2 separate regions of the Mus musculus genome follow, and region 2 is linked to region 1. A link is a contact called in public Hi-C data. All regions are on one chromosome and are shown on one strand. The core of a region is the stretch at or near the end of the contact, and the rest is flanking DNA. Distances in the headings are between cores, read along the strand shown. Region 1 overlaps Tlk1 (tousled-like kinase 1). Region 2 overlaps Mettl8 (methyltransferase like 8).

Region 1 (5,025 bases), core at 1,467-3,966:
AAAAATACTTGAATTGCACCTGGAGTTAGTACAGAATTATAGTCTTCTAACCCTGCTCATTCTGTTCCTGGTGTCCAGAGCCAGCAAGGTGTCTGGAAACGAAAATAGTGCCAGGGTTTGATTAACTAATAATAACCTTCACCTCCAAGCTGATGATATCAGATGAGAATAAAAATCACAGTTGTATATTTCATATGTGTATGTGCATAGGGAATCCAGGGTCTTTCACATGGTAGTCTAGGGAATCCAGGGTCTTTCACATGGTAGTCGAGCTATCTACATTCAAGATATCTGCCCAGCATCCTCAGCATACATATTAAAGGACTTCGTGTGTAAGCTTTCATTTAATATTCCTGGTTTGCAGACAGAATTCTATACCTGCTTTAGATATCTTATAATTTTTCTAATAATAGCCAGAGTAGAATAGGCACAGCTGCGAACTTGTATGTATATATACTTGGTTTTGCCCATTTATCATCTAGTTCATGGGAGTTAATAGGGTTGTTAGAATATTTTGTTTTTTTTTTTTTTTTTTTTTTTTTTTTTTTTTTTTTTTTTTTTTTTTTTTTTTTTTTTTTTTTTTTAAAGATTTATTTATTTATTATATGTAAGTACACTGTAGCTGTCTTCAGACACTCCAGAAGAGGGCATCAGATCTCATTACGGGTGGTTGTGAGCCACCATGTGGTTGCTGGGATTTGAACTTTGGACCTTCGGAAGAGCAGTCGGGTGCTCTTACCCACTGAGCCATCTCACCAGCCCCCAGAATATTTTGTAAATTAAACCTTCATTTCAAAAAATTCTGTTAAAATATAAACGTGATGGATTCCTTTCCTTTCCTTTCCTTTCCTTTCCTTTCCTTTCCTTTCCTTTCCTTTCCTTTTGTTGTTTTTCTGAGATAGGATTTCTCTGTGTAGCCTTGGTTTTCCTGGAACTAGCTCTATAGATCAGGCTGACCTTGAACCCAGCACCTGCCTCTGCCTCCTGAGTGCTGGGATTAAAGGGCTGCACCTCTATGGCCAGCAGTGAACTAAAGACGTCTAAGGGAATGGGAGCATATGGCAGCGGGCTCTTGTTTTTATAGGTGCTGACTGAAACCTAAGCTGCTGAATTTACTGTTTGGAATTAATTGAAAACTAAGAATACAATAATAGATGAGTAATTTGCAGCTAGCAGAGCTAAGAACAGAATATCAATGCCTATTGAAATTGAGGATGGGAACCAAAGCCCAGTCCATTTTACAATTTTGTCTAGAACTAGTATTAGTCGAACTACCTGTTAGATGCTAAGATGAACAAGTCAACTTGTCTAAATTCATGATTTCGTTATCTTTTGTCCACTCCAGATTTTTTGCCAAACCATTTTGAAGTGATTTACATTTTATACTAGTTACTGGACTTTATTTGAAAAAAAAAGAGGCGAGTTTGCTGTTTATGGAAGGGAAAAGATTTTGTAGCTCGTGGGACAATTCACTGAATGGTTCTGAGGCTGAGAAAATGAGACTTGGACAAGGCAGGGCAACTTTGGCCAACAGAACTGTTTCCCTTCTGATTGTGGTGGTCTTAAGGGAAGCCAGCCCATGAAGCAACACCTTTCTCCTCCACCCCATGCTTATGTCTCTCTGAGAGCCTAAGCTCTCCATCTGTGGATCACCCCATGGTAAACCTCTGTCTCCAAAAATATTCACATTTGTGGGCCTGTGTACCAAAGGCTTTCCAAGGAGATCTCTGGCCCGGCCAGAGCAGCCCTGCACTGAGTCGGTTTGGGTTGGGCTGACAAGAGGCTGACTAGCCAGTGAGGAGTGTGGCGGAGCTTCAGGCAGAGCTTCGGGAGAGCAGACCTCTTCCTAAGTGTTACAGCTCTTAGGACAGAAGGCTTGGATGACCAAGTAGTTCTCTCATGCCTTTAATCCTTCCGGATAGGATTCTTATATACAGTTTTGGGGTGGGTAAGGGTCTGTCTGGCAGCAGGTACTTCTCATTGGTTTTGTCTGAGAGCTTTGGGGAAACCTTATTTGCATGTGGGAGGGCTCGGTGCGGCTCCTACATGACTGATGGCCACATACCTCTCTGTGGGGGGCTGGGGAGGCTGTAGCTACCTACTGATAGGAGCCAGGGACCCAGGAGGCATGGCAGAACACCTGCTGTCCCATGCAGGTGGAAATCACCCCCCACTGGGTCACTGGGGTTCCAGACTTTTGCTAGACTGGGGACCAGGTTGTCTGTGCACAGCCCACCACCCCACACACATTATGATCCATAACAGTAGCAAGATTACAGTTATGGAATCATGAAAATAATGTTATGATTGGGGGTGACCACAGCATGAGGAGCAGTGGTAAAGGGTCTGAGCATTAGGAAAGGTTGAGGCTGACTGTTTCTAGGGAAAGAGCTGATTGGCTTCGTTGCTGATTGCTTTTGGTTGTGTTTTCTCTTGTGTTTTTAGCTATAGGCATGGGTCAGGAGTGTGTATGAGAAGGCTCTTTACAGTGTCTGTAGTACACCAAAAATGTAAGGCAGCACAAAACAAATAACCTGATGCTTGCCTACTCAAAGTCCCAGTGGAGGTTGAGTACCTAAGATAGGAAGGGTTAATTGTGTTTGATATCATAAGACTTAAGTTTTGAATTAAAAATTTGAGACAGTGCTTTTTAGGGAGTCAATTTATATTAGATTAGCATGGTTAGATGGGGGCATCTATTGGTGAAGTACAGTACTGCATTCAGTTCTTCACCTCTGCCCCTGAGTTTTCATAGGGTCTGTGTAGCTGCATTTGGAGAACTTCTTACAGGGCCAAGTAGTTAATGTCATATGAATTCTGCCACAGTGCTTTACTTCATTCTGACATGGCACTCAAATAGCCATAGACCAACTGTCATTCAGTGTGTAGTTGGTTACATTCCAGCGAAACTTTGTTAAAATAGGTGATGGGTTAGAGTTTGATGTTCCCTTGTCTCCTGCAGATATTCCCAATAGGATTTTATGGGATAGAATGGCCTTTAATATTTTATGGTCTGATTTATGCTTATTAGCTACATAAGGACTCCTAACAAGTAATTTTCTATTTGTTTAATCTTAAGTGTGAGTGTGTGCATACTTGTGCTATGTGGCATGCCTGTGGGAAAGCCAGAGGATAACTTTGGGAGTTGATCTCTCTTTCTTATTTATTTATTCATTTATTTATTTATTTATTTATTATATGTAAGTACACTGTAGCTGCCTTCAGACACTCCAGAAGAGGGTGCCAGATCTTGCTACGGATGGTTGTGAGCCACCATGTGGTTGCTGGGAATTGAACTCAGGACCTTCAGAAGAGCAGTCAGTGCTCTTAACCGCTGAGCCATCTCTCCAGCCCCTTGATCTCTCTTTCTATCCAAGAAGACATAAAATGTGGAGGCATTTAAATGAAGAAGCAAATTCTTAAAATTTAGTTTTAGTAGTTTCGGCTTAAAAAATTGTACCTGCTAGTTATGATTCCTCAGAGATTATCAGTGAAAGCTTTACAGAATTACACATCAGTAGCTGTCATGGAAATGCAAATCAGAACTGTGATGGGATATTATCTTACCCTCATCAGAATGGCTATTCCAAAATAGCAGAAATAACATGCAGGCCATGATGGGAACAAAAAGAAAGTCTTAGTCACTGCCTGTGGGAATGCAAATTAGGGTGGCCATTATGTAAATCAGAGGAGATTCTTCAGAAAAACTAAGTCTATAGGATGAAATAGCTGTCTTGCTTCTAGAATATACCCAAGGGAAATGAAGTCAGTATATCAGAGATAAAAAAAAATACAAAGAAGTACTTTTCAATGATAAATGTGAAATCTCAGGGCTGGAGAGATTGCTCAGTGGTTAAGAACCCTAGCTACTCCACCAGAGGACCCAGGTTCAGTTCCTAGCACTTGGGCATGGCAGTTCACAATCTTGTATAACTCTAGTTCAAGAAGATCTGACACCATCTTCTGGTTCCCTTGAGGACTGCACACTTGGTACAAAACAAAGATATGCACTCACCACTCATCCACTTAAAATGAAAATAAATCTTAAAAAAAAAAGAGGACTGTTGATGGCTCAGTGGTTAAGAGAACTAGCTGCTTTTCCAGAGGACCTGGGTTGGATTCCCAGTACCCAAATGGTGGCTCACAGCTGCCTGTAACTCTAGTGTCAGAGAAACTGATGTTTTCTTCTGAACATTTTGGTGCACATACAATAAGCTGGCAGGCGCCATTTTAAAAGATAAAAACATTTGCCATTTGTGTCAAAACTGGCAGAACTAGAGGACACTGTTGGGTGAAATAAGCCAGGTGCAGAAGAACAAGTATTACACGCTCTGTGTTTTGTGGAAAGAACTACTTAGATATCTCAAGGTAAGATACTAAAGTAAGGGGAGAGGGAAGAGTAAAGGATGGACTGGGAAGGACTTGCAGCCATCTGTTCTGTGCTTTGTATGGAACTATGAGAAAGGAGCTGGAACAGGTGATCAGAGCTGGAAGTGATAACTACCCTGATTTAACTGGCATGTATTGAGTTACAGCGTTGTACCCATAAATATGTTACTTTAAGTAAAAACAAAATATGTAAGTGTCTTAGTCAGGGTTTCTATTCCTGCACAAACATGACTAAGAAGCAAGTTGGGGAGGAAAGGATTTATTCACCTTACACTTCCACATTGCTGTTCATCACCAAAGGAAGTCAGGACTGGAACTCAACCAGGTCAGAAAGCAGGAGCTGATGCAGATGGAGGGATGTTCTTTATTGACTTGCTTCCCTTGGCTTGCTCAGCTTGCTTTCTTATAGAACCCAAGACTACCAGCCCAGGGATGGCAGCACCCACAATGGGCCCTTTCCTCGTGATCACTAATTGAGAAAATGCCTTACAACTGGATCTCATGGAGGCATTTCCTCAACTGAAACTCCTTTCACTGGGATAACTCCAGCTTGTGTCAAGTTGACACACAAAATCAGCCAGTACAATAAGTAATTTTTAAAAAGCCTCTTATAGAAAGGTGTTATATTGGGGTTAG
Region 2 (5,025 bases), core at 924-3,423, 180 kb before region 1:
ATATAATTATTATTTAATATTAATATATAATACACAATTTTAAATATACATAATTTTAAAATTGCTTACAAGGTAATAGTATGCCAGGTGGTACACACCTTTAAATCTCAGCACTAAGAAGACAGAGGCAAGTGGATCTCTGAGTTCAAGGCTAGCCTGGTCTACAGAGAGAGTTCCAGGATAACCAAGGCTACATAGAGAAGCCTTGTCTTGAAAAACAAAACAAAACAAAAACAAAAACAAAAAACCAAAATCATGTCAAATTGTTTGGGTTTATATTGTCTTTTAATGGGATATTAAGTTCTTCTCTTTTGTCATATTTTAGGGCGTTGTTTATCTGAAAATTTTTATGTCCGAGGAGATGGTACCAGAGCTTATTTCTTTACAAAAGGTATGCTGATCAGTCTCGCCTAGGGTAGGCGGTGAGCTGTGAAAACCCTCCTCAAGCGTCTGCTCACAGGGACACACTCAGGAGCTGTGAGCACGAGGCCACAGTGCTGATTAACACAAGTCTTCATGCCCCGGTACTCACAATAGTGCCACACAGAAGCATGCAATGGCCTTTTGCCCTTCAATATTTTTCCAGTTAAAACTGCCTTTAAAGAGTCGGTTGTTTCGCTCTTACCCTGGAGCGAAGGTACAGGGTGTAATTTGGGAGTTAGTGTTAGCCTGAATATGAAAGAAACTGATAAGATGCCACAGCCAGAGGAAAGAATTTTATTTTTAAAGGTCTATAGAAAATTCGATCTCAGTAGTCAATTTCTTGTCTTTAGTAAATACTTTTGACAGCACCAGGTGAACCGTGCGTTCAGGGATTTCTCCAAAGTTAATAGAGCCTTTTATAATATGTGATCTTGGATGATTTTAAGCAAAGGCTCAGAAAGGAGGCACATGTCAAAGTATGGAAAGCTGTAGCCACAGCTCGGCTCACAGTAACTTACCCTGATCAGGCTGACCCGTCCGTCCGTCAGCCTGTCTGTACTCGCAGTGTATGTGGGAATGAAGAGGCCCCACCTGGTGTTGTGGGTTTCCTTCACCCAGCTCTCTGCTTCTTGGTATAAGAGAATCGGATGAGCAGTCCTCCATGGTGTTCCATTGGGTCTCACCCCTCTCCCCCCCACCACATGCTATATCGTTGACTGCCACTCTTGTCTCAAAGGGGAAATCCGCCGTATGTTCTGCGAGGCTGGATTACACGAAAAGCAAAATCTGGTTGATCATCGCTTGCAAGTGAACAGGAAAAAGCAAGTGCAGATGCACCGAGTGTGGATTCAAGGAAAATTCCAGAAACCATCGCCCTGGACTCCACAGAGTGGAAATTAGCATTCACTGCATTCTCAGGACCGAACTATGTGTCATGTTAAAGTATGAACCCAGGGCCTGATACTGTTCAAAGACTTCTCTTCCAGAGATGAGCAGAAGAGCATCCGCAGCTCTGCTGGTCTGCTGTCAGTGCTCTCAGGACATTTTAAGAACAAGGATGTGACTTGAAAGAGTCTCCCACCCTCTGGGTTTCCAGAACTTGAAATGTATGTTTGGTTTTGTTTCATCTAACCATGTTCCCTTGAATTGTATGACTTTGAATTAAGAAGCGTATAGTTTTGAGAAATGTAACCCGTCCATGTTTTAGAAGTGGAAAAATGATCTACTTTATTGTTGAGTATGGTAAAGCAGTCAAACTGCCCTCTGCTGTCAGCCAGTAGCAGCGGCATAGTGTGCCTTGTTCTTGGGGGAACTCAGGATGAAGGGTTACTGTGTTTTGTTCTGTTCTTATCTATTTTCTCTCAAAACTCACCAACCACCACCACCACCACCACCACACACAAGTGTCTGAAATACAACCTTAGTTTCTCTTTCCAAAAAATGGGGAAGTGTGACCCTTGTTAACATCACTTCCGGGCTATTCTTAGATATGCAGATCATCTTTGAGACACTGTCTGTGCTGTGGTGGCCAGTTTTAATTGTCAACTTGACACACTCTAGAACCACCCAGGAAGAGTCTCAGATTGTCAGTTGTCTGTGAGATTGTCTTGATTGTATTAATTGATGTGGGAAGACTTGTCTACTGTGGGCAGTACCATTCCCTGGAGGTTGGACCCTGAACCAAGTAAGTGTGGGAAAAGGGAGCTGAGCACTGGCACACCAGTATTCATGCTCGCTCTTCTCCTGACCATGGGTGTAACCAGCTGCTTCAAGCTCCTGCCTCCTTGACTTCCTGCTGTAACTGGGTGGACTGTAGCTTGGAGTTGTGAGCTAAAATAAACCTTTTCTTCCAAAAGTTGCTTTTGTTGGAGTTTTGTTTTGTTTTGTTTTGTTTTGTTTTGTTTTTATGTGCATGGGGTTTGCCTGAATGCATGTCTGGGCACCACGTACATGCCTAGTACCTGCAGAGGCCATTGGTATCTCTGCCTGCAGAGAGCATCGGATCCCTACCTGAGTTATAGGTGTTTGTGAGCCTGTTGTATGACAGACTTTTCCTGAGAAGAGGCAATATACACTTGTCTACTCGCCCACAGTAGGGAGTCCATGACAGAACAAAGGATGGATACCACTAAAGTTCAATTTAGTGAACCAGTGAGTTTTATTAGGGTCATTTACAGGAATATGGATGAGGGGTTGCTTACAGGAGTAGAAATGACTCAAAGACAGCTGCATCACCAAAGTCAACCCCAGCATGGGTGACAGCTCACAAAAACTGGGAACCAGGAGCCCACTGCACAGCCTGCAGGCTGATTGGAGAGTGCCCTTTCCAGGTGCCTCAGTTCTAAGCCTCTTCCAGTAGCTCGGCTGGTCTCTGCTTCTTGGCATCTTGACTTGTCTGGAAGTGGTGTTTACTATTTATTCTGGGGAAGGAGGGGCCTAGTGAATTTAGTCAATTTTAGGGACTTCCTGCAGCTATTCTGAGTTATTTACTTTTTGTCTTAACTTTGAGAGCTAGACTGTTTCAATCTGGAAGGAAACCACTATACAACAGAGCTGTCATGTGGGGACTGGGTGTCTTCTTCTGGAAGAGCAGCCAGTCTTAACCCCTGAGCCATCTTGCCAGCCTCACTGTCAGGGTATTTTATCACTGCTAAACTAAAGCATTTATTCAATAAAATCCTCCTTAACCACTCGAAATGTATTTGTTTCCCTTGCTTCAGAAAGAAAATATGTTGGCTTGCTAATTGCCCATTGTAAAAAAACAGAGTCCCTAAAACAAGTCCCCCATTATATAGTGTTTACTGAATGCTTTCATTATATGTTATCGAAGTTTGGGTTCACAACTTGTGCCCCAAGTCAGGTCTGGTTACCCATCTTCAGTAAGCCAATTAAAAGAGCCAGACTAAAGTAGAAAATAGAAAAGGAGACTTATTCAGTGTGGACACATTGAAAAGATGGACAGAGAGATCAAGGGGACTCCCCCCAGGTTCAGTCTTTGGGGTTCTGAAGGTTTAAATAGAGACCTGAAGAAGCAGCCCTCTCAAGGTGTGGTCTCTGTAAGCCCTGATCTCAGAAAGAACAGATGAGGAAATAAATCAGTGGGAAGAAATGCATAGTCCTCTGAAAGCAGTGGTCTGGGAAAATAGAGATCCAAAAGTTTTTCCCTCCTTATTTGTTTGCTTGTTTGAAACAATCTAACTCACAGCCCCGGCTAGCCTCAGCACAGAGCAGAGATCCTGCAACCCTGGCCTTTAGACCTGATTCATGGTGCAGACTAGCCTCAGCACAGAGCAGAGATCCTGCAACCCTGGCCTTCAGATCTGACTCATAGCCAGGGTAGCCTCAGCACAGGGCAGTGATCCTGCTGCCCTGGCCTTCAGATCTGACTCATAGCCAGGGTAGCCTCAGCACAGGGTAGTGATCCTGCAGTGCTGGCCTCCAGGGGGTTCAGATTTCCAGGTGTGAGACTTTTTAATAAAATCACTTAGACTGTTTGGGGTTGTGTGTTTGTAACCCTTCAGAATTGAAGATATTCGAAAGAGATGCTGGTGTCTCTCAGTCTCACTGTCAGACTGTTGAAACAGTGGACCCCAAAGAAGTAAAGCTTTCACCCAGGAATCTCATGCTGGGAGACAGAAAGGGTACCAGCCAGAGGGGTACTTGTGTCCCAGAGAGAGATTCCACACAGTTCTAACAACTCCAGACCACCTCTAGGACAAGACTAAAGTCCAGCCAAGGGCCCAATGGTGGGCCCACACATCAATGACACTGCTTAGATGTGCCAGTCCTTGGCCCTCTATTTAAAATTTAATCTCATTCTTGAAGATTGAGGCCAACTTGGAGTTTCTCTGGGTCTCTGTCCCTCTTCCAGTGCAACCACACTAAGTGAGTCTTTACTGTTTTTCACTTCAATTTGGGACTTTGCTGTTTGGGTTGGTTTGGGACAGTGTCATACTCTGTAGCTCTGGCTGACCTGGAACTTGTTTTGTAGATCAAGCTGCCTTTGAACTCAGAGATCGACCTTCCTCTGCCTCTCCAGTGATGATATCAAAGGCATGTGCCACCACACCTACCTAGCAAGTTTGCCTCTTTTAATTGACTTACTGAGGACAATGGCCAGACCTGATTTGGGGCACAAATTGTAACCCCATAGTTTGAGAACAGGTTGACCTTGGGTCCTATTGGGACAAAACAGCTTAACTGATGGTATTTCCAGAGCAGACAGAGTCAGGCAAAGTGCCTAGGGAACGATCTTTAGGAAAACCGTTCAGTTCTTACTTCATCCTAGCACACAGGGCAGGTGTGTTCACTCCTGTATGGAGAGAACATCTGTGTGGGGAAATGGGACAGGATCAACCTTCTGGGAGGAGATGGGCTCAGACTAGTCCTTGACTCTCAAAGTATTCAAACTAGATCAGTCTGTACAGAAGTTAATGAGGGATGGTGCAGAGAGGTGGGGCAAGTCAGCTTGTAAACAGTAGCACTGTGAAGATGGGACTTCTCATCTTCAAACTAGAGCCATCCAATTTGGTTGGTTTATTTTCGTTCACTCTAGCCATGGTGTTTTACAATAAGATGTAGAGAAGTCTGTTGAAGACTTGT

Evidence for each region. Hi-C and Micro-C count contacts between places; a contact is called where the count stands out from the background.
Region 2: a Hi-C map of CD8 T cells shows a contact between it and region 1, with 2.0 times the contacts expected there. The contact joins two enhancer-like sites. A contact is called at or near these places in 1 of 15 datasets of contacts at CTCF or cohesin (large pre-B cells), 10 of 484 Hi-C or Micro-C datasets (B cells, CD8 T cells, the G1E-ER4 cell line and 6 more), 5 of 115 datasets of contacts at active chromatin or transcription factors (astrocytes, bone marrow-derived dendritic cells, bone marrow-derived macrophages and 2 more) and 4 of 9 other capture datasets (adipose tissue, embryonic stem cells, liver and 1 more).

The regions. Positions count from the first base shown.
Region 1 is chr2:70,777,517-70,782,541 of GRCm38.p6, reverse strand. The region is part of intron 2 of Tlk1 (tousled-like kinase 1); the gene reads left to right. Among named protein-coding and RNA genes, the nearest start is that of Tlk1, 45 kb to the left of the region's middle. Within about 2 kb of position 2,716, at least 48 of the 459 cell types and tissues checked have an H3K27ac peak or open chromatin away from gene starts, as enhancers often do. A contact at or near this core is called in CD8 T cells, where this site is marked.
Region 2 is chr2:70,961,814-70,966,838 of GRCm38.p6, reverse strand. It overlaps Mettl8 (methyltransferase like 8), which reads left to right. Exons shown (of 10, transcript NM_145524.3): 9 at 326-391; 10 at 1,160-2,278. The coding sequence ends at 1,323. Among named protein-coding and RNA genes, the nearest start is that of Gm39843, 41 kb to the right of the region's middle. Within about 2 kb of position 2,173, at least 96 of the 459 cell types and tissues checked have an H3K27ac peak or open chromatin away from gene starts, as enhancers often do. A contact at or near this core is called in CD8 T cells, where this site is marked.